Regions from separate parts of the Sus scrofa genome. Here region 1 is linked to region 2. Evidence: chromatin contacts called from public Hi-C data. All regions are on one chromosome and are shown on one strand. Each heading gives the region's core, a stretch centred on a gene start, on an enhancer-like site or on the middle of the called end of the contact. The rest is flanking DNA. Distances are from core to core; before and after follow the strand shown. Region 1 holds the start of RHOB (ras homolog family member B). Region 2 holds the start of LAPTM4A (lysosomal-associated transmembrane protein 4A).

What was found. A called contact is a pair of places that touch in the nucleus more often than the background predicts.
Region 1: a Hi-C map of liver shows a contact between it and region 2, with 4 times the contacts expected there. The contact joins the promoter of RHOB here to the promoter of LAPTM4A in region 2. A contact is called at or near these places in 2 of 47 Hi-C or Micro-C datasets (heart right ventricle and liver) and 2 of 2 datasets of contacts at active chromatin or transcription factors (alveolar macrophages and skeletal muscle).

The regions. Positions count from the first base shown.
Region 1 is chr3:117,773,580-117,776,784 of Sscrofa11.1, forward strand. It overlaps RHOB (ras homolog family member B), which reads right to left and starts at 1,881. Exons shown (of 1, transcript NM_001123189.1): 1 at 1,291-1,881. The coding sequence starts at 1,881. The coding sequence ends at 1,291.
Region 2 is chr3:118,150,532-118,153,428 of Sscrofa11.1, forward strand. LAPTM4A (lysosomal-associated transmembrane protein 4A) reads left to right here and starts at 1,335. Exons shown (of 7, transcript XM_005662724.3): 1 at 1,335-2,733. The coding sequence starts at 2,623.

The DNA.
Region 1 (3,205 bases), core at 631-3,130, 380 kb before region 2:
GAAAGGAGACACGAGGGGCAGGTTCCTTCTCTGTACAGAGATGCAGAGAAAATTTCACACAGCTTTAGAGACTGCCTTGTGGGGGGGGGGAAGGTTTTAGATAGGCCCTAATACTTGTTACTGCCCTTTATCAAAATAGAGTGCACACCTGCACAAATAAAATCGCAAAACAGAACAGTGTTGCCACTTTTTTCAAGAAAAGAAAATTAGTGGTTTCTTCTTCTCCTTGATTTTTAAAAGTTATCATTTTTTTAAAAACATCAGAAGTAGATGAGGTTACAGCGTACAAGTGTGGTCAGAATGCTACTGTCTTATGCAAATGACAAGTGCATTAAGTGTCAAACAATGAAACAATTGTGCAAAGAATTCTTTCCAAAAAAAAAAAAAAACCCAAGTTTTCGCCTTTAAATAAATCAAATAACATCAGTTTCTTGGACTGAACAAATTTCACTTGTAGGACAGGCACAAAGTTCGCTTATGGCAAAAAAACAACCTGCAGCACACTTTCCCTCCTCCTGCCTGTGGCTGATGAGGGGTTCTCCCTGGCTGGCCCGCAGGAGACATGAGTCTGGAAGCTGTGTCCTCTCAGCCCCAAGTCAGTTAGTTGCAAATGTCTTTCCCAGGAGTTGGAAAGATGGCCAAGTCTTGTTCGTGCCTGGATGGACGCCTGACCCAGGCTGGGCCGGAGCTGTTCTCAAGTCCTGTCACTCCACCCACCGCCACCATTAAATAACACCATCCTACCTCCGAAAATAAAATTATATCTATATTTATATAACACCCCATCCACCCCAGCCCTCCCCTCCCGCAGTTCCCGTGGTCTATGTTACAGACAGGGGCATAGCAGGCGCTCGCTGGTTATGGGAGAACATCTGATGATGGGGCGCGGCCGCACCCCGGGGCCAAGCTCGCCTCGGGGTAGCAGAGGCGGGCGTGGGGCAAAAACGGGGCGGGGGGAGTTGAACATACACACAGCCACACCCTCCGAAGAGGCTTGGCTCTTCAGAACAGGGTCTTCGGGGATCCCTTGGCACTCAGCGGGGCGCCCAGGCCTGTGCAACACAGCGGGACGCACACAGACACTTGGAAAGGGGGCGCCCGGTGCCTACCGCGCCGATTCCCGGCGCCAGAGCCACAGCCGCCAGGCCACGGCTGCGGGTCCGGAGGGCAGACGCCAGGCCGTCCGGTGGGGTCCGTGGGGGGGGCGCGGGTCTCCCTTCTCCGGCCTCGTGGGGGACCGGCCGGGGTGGGGGAGCCGTGCCCGCAGGGGCAGGCAGGCGGGCGCGGCCCTCATAGCACCTTGCAGCAGTTGATGCAGCCGTTCTGGGAGCCGTAGCGTTTCTGCAGCGCGGCTCGCGTGGCCGTCTCGAAGACCTCGCGCACGCCCTCCTTGGTCTTGGCAGAGCACTCGAGGTAGTCGTAGGCTTGGATGCGCACGGCCATGGCGCGGCCGTCATCCGTGCGCACGGGTTCCTGCTTCATGCGGGCCAGCTCAGTGCGGACGTGCTCGTCGCTGCGCAGGTCTTTCTTGTTGGCCACCAGGATGATGGGCACGTTGGGGCAGAAGTGCTTCACCTCGGGCACCCACTTCTCGGGGATGTTCTCCAGGGAATCCGGGCTGTCCACCGAGAAGCACATAAGGATCACGTCGGTGTCCGGGTAGGAGAGCGGCCGCAGGCGATCGTAGTCCTCCTGGCCCGCTGTGTCCCACAGCGCCAGCTCCACCTGCTTGCCGTCCACTTCGATGTCGGCCACATAGTTCTCAAAGACTGTGGGCACGTACACCTCAGGGAACTCGTCCTTACTGAACACGATCAGCAGGCACGTCTTGCCGCACGCGCCGTCGCCCACCACCACCAGCTTCTTGCGGATGGCCGCCATGAGCGGGCCGGGCCCGGGCAGCAAGAGGGGGCCCGCGAACGCCTCGCTGCCGTCCCGCTGGCCGCTCACTGCTCACCTCGGGCTGCGCGCTAGGGGCAAGGGTCGCTAGCTGCACCCAGGCCCCGGGGTGGCGCGTTCTCTCGCTGTGCTCAGGAAGCCGCGGCGTGGGCGGTAGGGGCGCGGGAGCATAGGGCGCACCGTACGTCTCCGCGCTGCTCCGGAGCGGTGGCGGCCCTCCTCGCCCCGGATCCGGGGTTGGCGCCTTTGTGCGCAAACGGTGACTAGAGTAGCAGACCCGGCCTAGCTTCCTCCCGGGTCGCTCTAGGCCTCAGCAAAGGTACAGGAAAACGAACGAAAGCAGGCAGACTGCGGTGGCAGATGCAGGCTGCGGCCCTAGCGCCCGCTATTTAAAGAGTTCGGCGACTTTCTTAATATAGCCGCCCAATGGCAAGCGAGCCGACTGAGCTCATCGCTGCGGAGCTTGGCTCTGATTGGCCGTCCGCTGCAGCCCAGGGGCGGGGCCGGGCGAGCTTGATTGACGGCCCAGGCCGCGGGGCTGGGAGAGGCGGCGACCGGGGAGCGTGCGCCGCGGCTGGCGCTGCGGGGCTCCGGCGACACCAGGGTTCCCTCCTTCGCCGCAGCTTCTGCGCGTGGGGCGGGAGGCCAAGAGCTAGCTACCAGGAGCCCGCAGGGCCTGGACGAGAGGTTCAGAAAGAAGCCGCACTTTGTGGGGCGTTAACGACTCCCTCCCACTCAAAATTGCCGCGCTGGCTTCGCAAACTCCCAGCGGGTGGTCGGACCTGTGGGGGACCGAGCGGTTCCTTTAACTTGGTTTTGTTTTTAAGTGAACGCGCGCGCACACACACATTCGTTTGTTCCCAAGCAAGGTCTTTTCCCTTTTCTTTCAGAAGCGGGCCCACCCCTGGTCGAGTCTGCCATCCCTGTCCTTCCACCAGGGTACCCGCCTAGAGCAGCCCGGGGTTTGGATCTTAGAGATGGTGGCTGTAAATTAGGTGACCCTGGGCCGAGCTTCTGGCTCCTCCAAGTCCTATCGCCTACCCCCTTCTCGGCACCCAGCCTAGGTCTTTAGGTAAAGATTCGGAGAAGGAGGGACGGTGAAAAGGGAAGGTCGAGGTTGGTTGCAGAACTTGAGGTCCGCTGGGAAGAAGTTACCAAGCAGAAAAAGGCAGCCTCAGCCCTGGATTTCAAGATTAATTCGGATCCTGGTCATAAGGCAGAGAACTGCCTGAGGTAAACAGTACAATAAAATCCAAATCCCCACCCCCACCCCACTGGGCTAGAAGAGGCTGAGGTCCCCCTGGGG
Region 2 (2,897 bases), core at 85-2,584:
CACCCTGAGCACATGGAAGTTCCTGTGCCAGGCATTGAACCTGCACTGCAGTTGTGAAGTGCGCCACAGCTGCAGCACATACTGGCCTTGTAACTTTGGACATGTAATGTAACTTCTTTGTTGAGTCAAGTAACATCAAAGTGCCTGCCTTATAGATTTGTTGTGTTTGAAGATGAAATGATTCAAAATAAAGTGATTGGACACATGTATACTACATAGCAAGGGCTATGAAAAACAATTTGTTTTGGTGTGGTGGGGATTATTAGTCTACTCCCTGATTAGTGGAGAAATTCATAATTCATTCTGAGTTAAACTGCTACCACCTCATTCCATTCTTTAGTGTAGCTTGGCTTAACTATGGATGGCCTCCCAGAAAGTTTAAAAGTATGATGCAAAGCAGGGTAATTGTGCGTGGACAATTCCTTCAGTGCTGAGAAGTAAGCAGAGTCTCTGCTGTTCTAGAATGAACATTTTAGTGGGGGAGATAAATAATCAACAATCAATATACAATTTCAGACAGCATTCACTGAAGCCATGCCAGCGCAATAACCTTTACACTAAATTCAGCACAGTGTTCAGCTAAGAATGGCAAAGGGGAAGACCTTTTTTTTCTTTTTTTTTCTTTTGGTCTCTTTAGGGCTACACCTGAGGGACATGAAAGTTCCCAGGCTATCGTTTAAATGGGCTCCATAGTTGCCGGCCTACACCACAGCCACAGCAATGTCAGATCCAGGCTGTGTCTGTGACCTACACCATAGCTCACAGCAACACCAGATCTTTAAACCACTGAGCGAGGCCAGGGATCGAACCTGTGTCCTCATGAATACTAGTCAGGTTTGTTACCATTGAGTCACAATAGGAACTGCCATTTTTGTCCTCTAAACACAAGTGTACTTTCCAAAGAATAAAACCATGTATTTTCTTAAAAGTCATGTCTCATACAAATACAAAATGAACAGTCTCAAAGATCTTATTTAGTAATTAATCAATAAGGGGACCAGTAAGATATAAGAACCAGTTTAAAGAACCAATAAAGTAACTACTTACATTGTTCAAACCAGGACTGGGAAAAGAATTTACAAATAGCTGCAAAATGGCTTTTTCCAAGGAGGGGGAATTCAACAAGAAGTTTGATGGACAAGAAGAATATTTCCTCTTGCTATCAGTTATCTACAATTTAGAGTTGAACAGATGTCTACTGAAAAAAACCCAAAAAACAAAAAAACCATGCACAACCTAAAAGCTGAGAACTATGTTTTATTTGCCAGATTTACTGAGGACTTGAGTCCAGGAGACATTCTCTCAGACAGCTCTCAGGGGCTGTTCTAAAGAGGTAAAGAAGCAGCGGATATACAGCGGTTTTTTACAAAAAAATCCCAGGTAGTCAGAACATCAAGATCACAGGGCTTTTCCATTTATGGTAAAATCCAAGAGTCTAGGCTTACTGAAACTATCCCTTTGATATGCACCTTACCATCGAGTGCCAGCAACCTATTTTTCTGCTATCCTGAATCCCCTCAGGGTGTACCACCCACTGGTGGTGGCTTCAGAGGCTGATGCCTTGATGCCACAATTTCCTTTGTTTACTGAAATGGGCAGATGACATTCTTTGCTCCCTTAGCTCCACAAGGAAAGATGGAGAGCCCCTGTAGATGCAGAATACCCAGAAAAGTGAGCCAGACAATGGCTGGTTTTTCACGGAAAACGCCTAGGTCCCTGTGTTTCACCATTTTTGTGAAATTGTGTTTCCTTGTGTGTCATTGTGTTTCATAATTTTTCCGTATAAACGTCACTCTATCATTACCCAGGAGCTAAGCAGTTCTTCCACTTTATTTTGCTTCTATTTTTCTCAATCCTTCTTAGCTGCCCTTGGCAGGGAATGGTATTTCTTTGCTTCTACCATGGAGGCGTCAGTGTGAGTTAAAACAGAAACCTAACCTTACTCCTCCAGGAAGTCCCGAATTTCTTCAGTCGAAAAGGCCCCGGAGCGGGAATTAGCCCCGCCCCGCCCCTTCCTCACAGGCCCCGCCCCTGACCAGCCCAATAATCAAACTGCGCGCAAAGGTCACGTGAGCAGCTGTTGTCCCGTGACACTTCGGAAGCGGTACGTGGCAGACGTCACTCAGAAAAGTCCTTCGTGCAGGCTTTCCGCCACCCACCTCATCTCGCCTCTCCTTTTTGCCATCAAACGCTTCTCTTGGGAATGGTGAACTACCGACCTCGCCCCCAACCAGAACTCCTCTAGACCGACGAGCTAGCTCATGCCCTCACGTGAGAGGCGGGGATTTATTAGTGCTAAGACGAGTTGCGATTCTGATTGGGCGTGAGTCTTGTCAATCTCCAGGCTTTTCCAATCAAGGGCCGCGTCCGCCCAGCTTTTCGCTCTTCTATTGGCCTGAGTGCGGGAAAGGTGGAGAAAAAGGCTAAAAGGAACTCGCGCGAGAGTGGCGCTCGGTACTCAGTGCGCAGGTGCGAAGCCTCTTGGCTGGGGCCCTGGCCGGGGGCTGGCTTGAAGACGCGTCGTTTGGTTTTGGACGCTTTGAGAGAGCCGTCTGGTATCAACCGCTGGGCGGAAGGCGTTTGTCAGGGGCCCGGCCACGAACGAGGCCCACGAGTTTCCCGATGGTGTCCATGACTTTCAAGCGGAGCCGCAGCGACCGGTTCTACAGCACCCGGTGCTGCGGCTGTTGCCATGTCCGCACCGGGACGATCATCCTGGGGACCTGGTACATGGTAAGGGCGGGCGAGGCGCGGGGATAGAAGCCCTGGGGGGAGTGCCCAAGAGTGGGAAGTGGGAGGGGGGCTGGTCCGAAAGGAAGTGAGTGTTCCCACTGGGAGGGGGTGGGGCGGGAGGCGTAGAGGACCTTCTTTGCGGGGGGGGTGGGCTCTAACTTTGA